Regions from separate parts of the Sus scrofa genome. Here region 1 is linked to region 2. Evidence: chromatin contacts called from public Hi-C data. All regions are on one chromosome and are shown on one strand. The core of a region is the stretch at or near the end of the contact, and the rest is flanking DNA. Distances in the headings are between cores, read along the strand shown. Region 1 holds the start of CAAP1 (caspase activity and apoptosis inhibitor 1). Region 2 holds the start of PLAA (phospholipase A-2-activating protein).

The links. A called contact is a pair of places that touch in the nucleus more often than the background predicts.
Region 1: a contact with region 2 is called in a Hi-C map of liver, with 6 times the contacts expected there. The contact joins the promoter of CAAP1 here to the promoter of PLAA in region 2. A contact is called at or near these places in 1 of 5 promoter capture datasets (liver), 6 of 47 Hi-C or Micro-C datasets (alveolar macrophages, brain, heart right ventricle and 3 more) and 2 of 2 datasets of contacts at active chromatin or transcription factors (alveolar macrophages and skeletal muscle).

What each region holds. Positions count from the first base shown.
Region 1 is chr1:196,226,437-196,231,048 of Sscrofa11.1, reverse strand. CAAP1 (caspase activity and apoptosis inhibitor 1) reads right to left here and starts at 1,537. Exons shown (of 7, transcript XM_021062724.1): 1 at 1,125-1,537. The coding sequence starts at 1,430. It overlaps LOC102163685 (a long non-coding RNA gene), which reads left to right and starts at 1,595. Exons shown (of 3, transcript XR_298010.3): 1 at 1,595-1,716.
Region 2 is chr1:196,173,835-196,178,493 of Sscrofa11.1, reverse strand. PLAA (phospholipase A-2-activating protein) reads right to left here and starts at 2,490. Exons shown (of 12, transcript XM_021062719.1): 1 at 1,675-2,490. The coding sequence starts at 1,823. IFT74 (intraflagellar transport protein 74 homolog) reads left to right here and starts at 4,614. Exons shown (of 19, transcript XM_013986009.2): 1 at 4,614-4,659.

The DNA of each region.
Region 1 (4,612 bases), core at 288-2,787, 54 kb before region 2:
AAAAGTTAAATATACCAGAAAGACAAAAGGATAGAGGATGTGCAGACACAATTTACATAACAAAACAAATGAAAAATAAAAACAATAAGATGCCAGAGTTCCCTGGTGCCTCAGTGGGTTAAAGATCCAGCAGTTGTCCCTGCTCTGGCTCCAGTGCCTGCTGTATGTGGGTTTATCCCTGGCCCCTTAACTTCCATATGGGTGGGAGGTGGGGATGGAGGGCAAAAAAAAAAAAAAAAGCATGAACTTTGTCCCAGCAATTTCACTTCTGACGGTCTATCCTAAAGTAATTCTTGCACAAGGCTGTTCATGTTCATATTATTTCTGTAAGGCAAGAAAACTGGAAATATTCATCAATAAAAATGAAATGGAGTATCATGCAGTCAATAAAAACTAAGGTACCGCATATAGAAAGACCCCGATCCCAACAATGCTGTGACATTAGTCAATTCAAGAGAGGGAGTATCACAATACAACTTATGTGTAGGAACTTAAACACATATCTGACAAGAGTTAACGAAGAGACTGCGTATCAAACTATTAACAGGGAGGCTGAAAGAGAAATTTCCACGCTTTTCCCTTTATTTCTGTGCTGTATATATTTAAATTGTGTATTCATGCATTTGTTCTATATTATAAGCAAACTTTTTTTAAAAAGGGTAATATCTTGCCAGGTCGATGGCCCATAAAGAACATGGCTTTCATAATCAGATACTGGTTTCAGATGTAAGCGTTATTAACAAATTGTAACTTTGAGTAAACTTCCTAAAACCTCTTTGGGTCTCAATTTTCTCAACTTGTAATGTGGAAGAAGAGAGAAATAAAGCGCAGCTCGCAAGAACCTTGAAAGGACCTGACTCACACTTTTCAGGGAGACAATGAATGAAAGGGGGCAAAAGCAGTATGAAGTTGATGATCAAACCCAGAAACTTTAAGTTCAAGACGTAGTAGTGTGAAGTTCATCAGAACTTAGGAACATGAATTTCAAACACGAACCACATGGGACCCCTTAGGATCGCAGCAGTTAACAGTAAGGTAAGGCGGGCTCCGCATCCAGCCGCCACATTCGTCGCCCGCCTTCTTCCGAAGAAAACGCAGGAGCTTCGAGAAGGGCGCTCACGCACCTGCTGCAGGGAGCCCGAAACACTGGAAGATGAGTCAGTGCTCCTCCGCTTCCGACGCTCGCTGCGCTCCACGCCGCTGCCACCCCAGCAGCTACCACCGCTCCCAGTGCCGGTGACACTTCCACTGAAGCTGGTGTTCCCACAGCAGGTGACGCTCCCGCAGCCGCTTGCGCTACCGCAGCCGCTGGTGCTTCCACTGCCGCTGCCGGCGACGGCGGGGACAAGTTCTGGCGCCGCAAGCGCCGCCGCAGCCTCCTGACCGCTTCGTTTGCGCCGCTTTTCCCGGGAAGACTTCTTCCCCGTCATGATTCCTCTGCTGCAATCATCCAGGGGAAGCCCACAGTCTACGGAACCACCGAAAATCTGCAGCAGCAAGCAGAGTAAGCGCTGGCGTCGCAGCTATGGCGTCACTTCCGGCCGAGTCGCATACGCCAGGAGGTGTTTCTGGAAGCGGGGCAGGGGCCAATCACGCTGTCTCCGCCTGCTGGGGAGGGCTGCTCGAGTTTAAGGGCGGCTGAGCAGTTTTGGTGCGTTTCCTAGTTTTCCTTCTGCAAAGAACAGAAGATGGAGCATTCCCGCAGGTCCTTTCCCGGTAAAGGTGTAGTTTTTGATTCTCCAATTTCACTTGTTTTCCAATTTTTAAAACATTAAAACAAGAAAGAAGTTTAGGGAAAATCATATCACCTGGGGAGATTGTTTTCTAAATGTGTTTTAGGGAATTGTACAAGTATCAGATCTTCCTTGTTTTTCCCTATTAACACTAATTTCTAGGCAATGATTTCACTTTTAAAGGCCCTTAGCTCTAGTATTAATTCTATTTATCAATTTAATATTCAGATACTGGCGTTTAGCCTATCACATCCTGCAAAAAATTTTAAAAATTACATTATTTTGTATCCAAAAAGGGAAAAAAAGAAATTAATCAAAGGATTTTAGCATCTTGGAGTTCCCGTCGTGGCTCAGTTAACGAATCCCACTAGGGTTAACGAATCCCACTAGGGTTAACGAATCCCACTAGGAACCATGAGGTTGCCGGTTCGATCCCTGGCCTTGCTCAGTGAGTTAAGGATCCGGAGTTGCCATAAGCTGTGGTGTAGGTTGCAGATACAGCTCGGATCCCACATTGCTGCGGCTCTGGTGTAGGCCGGCATCCACAGCTCGGATTCAACCCCTAGCCTGGGAACCTCCATATGCCGCCAGAGCAGCCCAAGAAGTGGCAAAAAGACAAAAAAAAAAAAAAAAAAGGATTTTAGCATCTTACTTTTCCCTGTTTAATCGAATTCCTTTGGAAAAAAGTGCTGAGCCAACTTTAAAAATCATCCATATACTGAAAAAAATTTTTAATGTGTATTAATATATAATATTAGGGTTTTAACTTAGATTCTTGATTTACAATGTTGAATACTTGCCACTGATTGAAATACATTTCCTCATCATCAAGTGATCTGGTTTAACCATTTATCTACTGAAATAAGTATAGCAACCTTCTAAATGTAAATTCTCTATGTTGGGGAAAGGGGAGCAGGAATAAAACATTATTGGCATATCACGTTTCTACCTTTCTTCTCTTCCTTCTTTCCTCAAAAATTGCCTTTTCACAACACAGCAGGTCTTAATTTTTTGAAGGAGAAGAAAACAGGATTGTAGGAGTGGAGAGACCACTAAGGAGATTCTAGGCTAATTTTAGAAAGAATTTGAGACAAGAAAGATAAAAGGAGGGTGTGAAATGTGTGAGAGCAGGAATGGAAAAGAATAGAATTTAGGGAGGATTTCTGGAAATTATGTATTCCCTGCATAGAGTGAATGAAGGACCTGAAGAGAATGAGTGAGTTTTTGAAAATAGGTGATAAGTCATGGTTTTATGATTGTTAGGTTTTGTGAGTTGCTCTATAGGATTTTAGATCTAAACACAAACCAGGTTTTAAATCAGGAATCAAGATTAAAAAGGGGGGGGTGTCTTGGCTGGGGTGGTATCAGCTGGGGTCTTTAGCCATAGAAGGAAAAAAGTTAGGGCTGGGGCAACACTGTGTGGTAGTAATTTTGTAACTTTCATTAAGGTGATAGCAATTCAAAAGAGAAGCCTCTTTGACCACATTCCCTACCTGTCTCAGTCACTCAACAACTATTTAATAAGTGCCTAAACCAAACTTGGTTGCAGGACCAATCAATCCCTGCCCCCTGGGAAAACAGCTGACTTCACTCCCTAGCTTTGCTTTCTAAGGTAAATGGTGAGGCCAAGCCTACTGTGCTCTGAGTAGGCTTCCATATTGTCCTCATTCAGTACCATGCCTAAAAGGAGTGGGATTATTATGTTCACAGACAAAATAAATATGTCAAATCAATAACATTTTATGTTTATAACCTCTATTATGAACTGAATTATGTCCCTCCAAAATTTATATGTAGAAGTCCTAATTGTGAATGTAACTATTTGGAGATAAAGCATTTAAAAAGGTAATTAAGATTAAATGGGGTCATAAAGACCAGGGAATGGCTTTGACTCATGGTGTGAATATGGCAGAGACATTGGAAGGTTGGTTTTAGAGTCAATGAGATGCCATTGTCTATTTAGGTTGAACCACATGAAATTGCCTTTATTGTAGGTCAAAACTGGTTGAAGGTTGACAGTTTCATATGGGTTCAACTCAATATTATAGAGCTTAGGAGGCACAGTACTAAATACTGTTAAGGACTTAAAGATCTGCAAACAAATGCAGGACTGCTTTTCTGTCCTAGAACAAATATATGGGAGGGTAGGCAGAGACTGGGATTTATATGTCATTTTCATACCTACTCTTCAGCAGTCAAGTGAGCATCAAGCACAGTGACTGGCTAAGGATAGTATGCATTATTGGCTAGAGAGAGTGTAAAATTCTCTGGAATTTTATAAAGAGACAGCAGGAGAAAAATTCACTCTTTGACCTTAAGTGATGAACTACAAGGAAATTATCTCATAGCTGCTAGTTTAGTCCTAGGGGTGTAGTTTTTCATCAGTGAGCCAATTAAATTTTTGTTCCATTAAGCTGATCTGCTACTTTCTATCTTTTGCAACCTAGAGCACTAATTTACACAGCATAAAACATGTAAGATCTTCCATGATCTGAACAGCATTTTTTCTGCTGCCACATGTTTCCTGCAAGATACCCTCCAAGACTATTCAAAAAACCCCGCCTCCACTCACCTTAACCACATCTAAATTTTCAAGAATCACTTATTTAAACCTTCCCCAAGTCACTTCCATACTGAACCCTACTTAAATTAGCCACTTCTTCCTTTGCAACCCACTTTTCTCCCTATAGAGCAACCAAAAGTCTTTATTGCAGACACTTGCTCAATATCTTTTTCAAAATACTGTTAGTTCTCATGAGCAGAGACCATGTATTACCTATCTTTGAAGTCTCGATACATTATAGAATATCTGGCATATGCTAGAGACTATGTGCTTATTAAATTCTGAGACATCGTGGATCCCCACGGAACTTCTATGT
Region 2 (4,659 bases), core at 1,241-3,740:
GCTACTCCTTATGGCAATGTTTATATCTTACTAGATATGTGCTGCTATTGAACTCAGTTTAAAATGTACAAGCTTAATCAGTAATTTGAACTCAAATACACGGAAGTTTCATATCAGTGTTACCAAATGGTTTGGACTATCACCGAATCTGAGTTAGAGGAAATCTTATCCAATTTAATATAGAAATCTGCTCTACAATATTCCTACTTTAGTCTGTTATTATGCCTTGGCTATACTACTGCAAAAGCCTCAAAAGATCTCCTTCCACATTTATTCCTTTGCAATTCATTTTCCACCAGAAGCTAGCAGAAACTTCTCAACAGGTAAATCAAATCATGCTGCTCCCTGCTTGAAATTCTTGGAGGGCTTCCACCCACTAACTCTTGCCCAGTCCTCTTTCCATGGTATTATCTGGCCTCCGCCAGCCTCTAAGACCTGCCCTCACCTCACATCTCATTCCCTCCTGCACACAGGGTCTTTCCTTTCTTAATCCAGGGTTTTTGTGTTTGCTCCTTCTACTACCCAGTTCCCTGCTCCTTGACCAGCTCCATCTAGGTGTCATCTCAAAACAAACAAGCAAAAGAAACAAACGAAAACTTCCTTTGAGAGGCTTCCTTCTTTAAAATGTCTCTCTCCACTCAATTCTATATATTTATTTTCTTCACAGTGCAGATGCCAATATACAATTTATTTGCTTGGTTTTTGATCCACCTCGATCCAGACTTTAGGCAAGCTCTAAAACACAGAGAACTTGTCTGTTCTTTTATTCTTCTTCAGGATCAAAAAGCAAATATGAGGCACTTAATAGTTATCTTCTGAATTTATGGATGGTCACAAACTCTGAGTGACACCTCTGTTAGGAGACTTACTACGTAAAGGAACCCACTTCCATTTTTCTCTTTCTGAACTGAAATCTGTCTTCCAGGTCTTAAAATTCTAGTTACAAGCAGAAAAATCAGGCCTGAACCCTTGAACTTGATTCGGACTGGAGCTTAATCCTCTGTTTCCTAACATTTTTTTGATTGCTTTTTCTGACACTCTTTTGAAGGCAATGAGCTTTCTCTTTTCAAGAAAACCGTACATCTTGATACATCCATAACCATTTAAAGGGTTTCATCCCTTTCAGCCTTCCACACACCTCAAACTCTGACTCGGATAACATGGAGGGAGTCAATGCAGCTTTCTAGAACACAATTTTTGGAAACAAGGTTTTCAAATATTAAATTAGAGGGAAGACACAGAGCAAATTCTAGAGAAAGAGGAGGACTTAGTTCAATTACATGCCAGATGCTTTCACAATGCCTCACTTAGAGGGGTGCATCTGTCATCAAATTTTTTTCAAATCGAAAAAAAAAAAACATGAAAAACCGTTGTTTACAAACTGAGGCCATAAAAAATAACAGCTTCGTCCAAGGTCACCCACTCGTTAATGGACAAGTTAAGAAAGTAGGTTTCTGTTCCCCCAGTTCGGTGCTCTTTCAACCTAAATCTGAGTGGTTTCTTACACTGGCCCAGACTGCCAGTGTTCTCAGTATTTCGGGGGAGCGCGAACCGGAGAGAAGGCCGGGAAGAGGGAAAGGGGCAGGATAGGGCAGGGAAGGGTCACTCTCTTCCCAGACGCGGCAGGAAGCTTTGCAACAGAGCCGAGGGGACAGCGGACGTCGCAGTGCTCACCTGTCCGGGACCCAGAGGCGGGTGGTGCGGTCTCGGGACACGGACACAAAGGCCCCCGGTGGATAGAGACAGCATACCAGGCCCCTCACGTCCAGCTCGTGGCCTGGGAGCGAGCAGCTCAGCCGGTACCTGGTGGCGCCGCTCGCCATGGCCCTAGCCGGTCCGGGACCAGGGCGCCCGGGACCAGGGCACAGCTCGACAACAGTCTGCAGGAGTGGCCCGGTGTGCGGCAGGAGAAGCCCTGCAGGTGAAGAGCGCTGGGACCGGAAGAGCCCGAGGGCCGGTGCGGAAGGGCGGCGAGAAAGTAGGCGCGCCGAGCGGGCCGAGTGACACAGCAACCCTGACTCGCACACCGGAATTCATCATCGGCCTCAGACCCACATGACGCAGAGAGTGTGCGTCCCGTGCTGAGGCCGACACAGAGTTGAAGCTCGCTTGGTTCCCACGCTCTGGACTGGGGGCAAAGAAAGACGCCACTGTCCCGCCCCGTTGCCGGAATCCGGGTCTTTTCCGAGCCCGCGTCCTCTCAGAGCCCTGGCTGATCTGTTTATACTGATGGCGGATGTGGGCAGGGACTACAAATCCCACAATGCCACGCGACACTGGGGCGTGGGCCCCAGGCGCGCGAAAGCAGGGTGTTTTAAATCTTCGTCTGCGGGGCGGCGTGTTGGTTCGTGGGTGATGAGTTCGCTGTGCGTGTATTGTTGGGGCAGTCTTACTTCTGTTTCCTCAAACCATGTCTACGTAGTCTGCGGGGTGTTGGGTTTTTTTGTTTTGTTTTTAACAGTCTAAACGTTTTTAAATTAAAATGAGAGAGCTTGGGGCCAAATCGGAAACAATGGCTTGTCTTAACTTCTATGAACATTAAACTGGGTTCTTGGTACTTAAAAGAAGTTTTACGTGTAAACGCAAAGATTTAAAGGCTTCTCTCAAGGCTGTCGCATCTCTATACAAGTACAAATGCTGGGTCACTTTTCTCTATGAACACATTGAGGGAAAAAGTCAGTAGCTTCTGTGTGACAATACATGTAATAATTAGAATCTGTAGAGGAGGAATTATCTTTTTCTACTCTTCTAACTTTTCTGCTGGAGCTCTGTAGCAAAAGACAGATTAATAACAAAAAAACAAGGTTTTTAACTTGTGTATCTCATATTCAAAGATGATTAACCCAAAGAGGTGGCTAGAATTTGGGCTTATGGCATCTTGACAAAGGGACAATAAGTTTGTACACAAGCAATAAAAAATGGAAAAGGGCCTTAAATCTTTGGAGGCAGCAAATTATGGGATGGCAACTATATGGGAAACAAAGGACAGATGAAGGTTTGTTAGTAAAGTCTATGTAGATTCTTCCAATGCAGTCTCAAGACTGTCAGTCCATCCTTGTTAAGAGACAAGGAGGGACAACTTTGAAAATTTATGTCCTGCTTTTAGACAAGTAGGGGAGTGGTGGAGAGCTTTTCTTGTATCTGGTTCTTTTCAACTGCCTGTAGCTCAAGCTAATTATTTACCAAAGTGACATATTTTGAGGTGGCCAATTCTACCACCCTTCACCACAGTGACCAAAAGGATAACAAATTACCACTACAGATATGCTGGGCTCAGATGGGATAATTACATGAAAATATTTTACAAGCTTGGATAACATAGGCAAATGACATTTCATTTTGTATCACACTGATTTTAAACTACTTGAAGACAAGCATACAAAAGAATAGATCAGGACAAAGAATTATGAAAGTTGGAAATAATGTAAAAATATTAGAAGTCCACTATAAAGTTTCCATTATGGCTCAGTGAGTTAAGAACCCAACATAGTGACCATGAGGATGCAGGTTCCTTACCTGGTGTCTCTCAGTGGGTTAAGAGTCAGTGTTGCAGCAAGCTGAGGCATAGGTTACAGGTGTGGCTCAGATCCAGTATTGTGGCTGTGGCATTGGCCCCAGCTGCAACTAATTATGTTTGATCCTTAGCCTGGTGACTTCTTAGGCCAGAGTCTACGGTGGTAAAAAGAAAAAAAAAAAAATAGTCCAATATGTATGTATGTTATGATTAGAACTCCAATCACATTTAAGCTATTATAGTAAGACTGGAAGAAAATAAACTGCAAGTTACTTCTTTACTAGAGAGGTGAGATTTAAGATGAAGTAGTTACAATATATACATATATATATATATATATATTTTTTTTTTTTCTTTTCTAGGACCGCACCCTGGCACATGGAGGTTCCCAGGCTAGGGTCTAATCAGAGCTGTAGCCGCTGGCCTACACCAGAGCCACAGCAACGTGGGATCCAAGCGCATCTGCAACCTACACCACAGCTCAGGGCAACATTGGATCCTTAACCCACTGAGCGACGCCAGGGATGGAACCTGAAACCTCGTGGTTCCTAGTCGGATTTGTTTCCGCTGAGCCACAATGGGAACTCCCACAATATATTTTTAAAAAATAATTCTTCTAAGACCACTTTGCATTTAATTTAGCCTTTCTCACAAACCTAGATCAAAAGAAGCCTGAAAGGAAGCCTAAAGACATAAAGCTTTCAATGAAATTAGGGACTGTGCGGTACCAGAATCTCATCCATACTTAATGTTGTATCAGTATGATGTGCAGTCCTAACGGGAAGAAAAACTACCACCAATTAGAAGTAGAAAGACTGTACAATGCTGCCTACCACGGAATAACTTCCAAGTAATTCTTACTAAAAACTCTGGCGTATTACAAGTGAGGCTATACAGCGATATAGTCAAACTCGCTAGGAATGAGTTCAAGTCAGGCTCACAATCAGAAAGCTTACTCTGATTATAAAGAAAACCAAGATTTTCAAATAAAAAATTTCCTTCCTAGCCAATTCGCAGTTTTCCCTTTATTCTGCAAGAGTGCTGAACTATATGGGAAACGTTAGTCCTAAAATCTCGCGAGAGCATTTCAGTCTCGCTTGCTTCGCTGAGTTGGAGGACTGGCCAGTCTGGAAGAGTATCCGTTG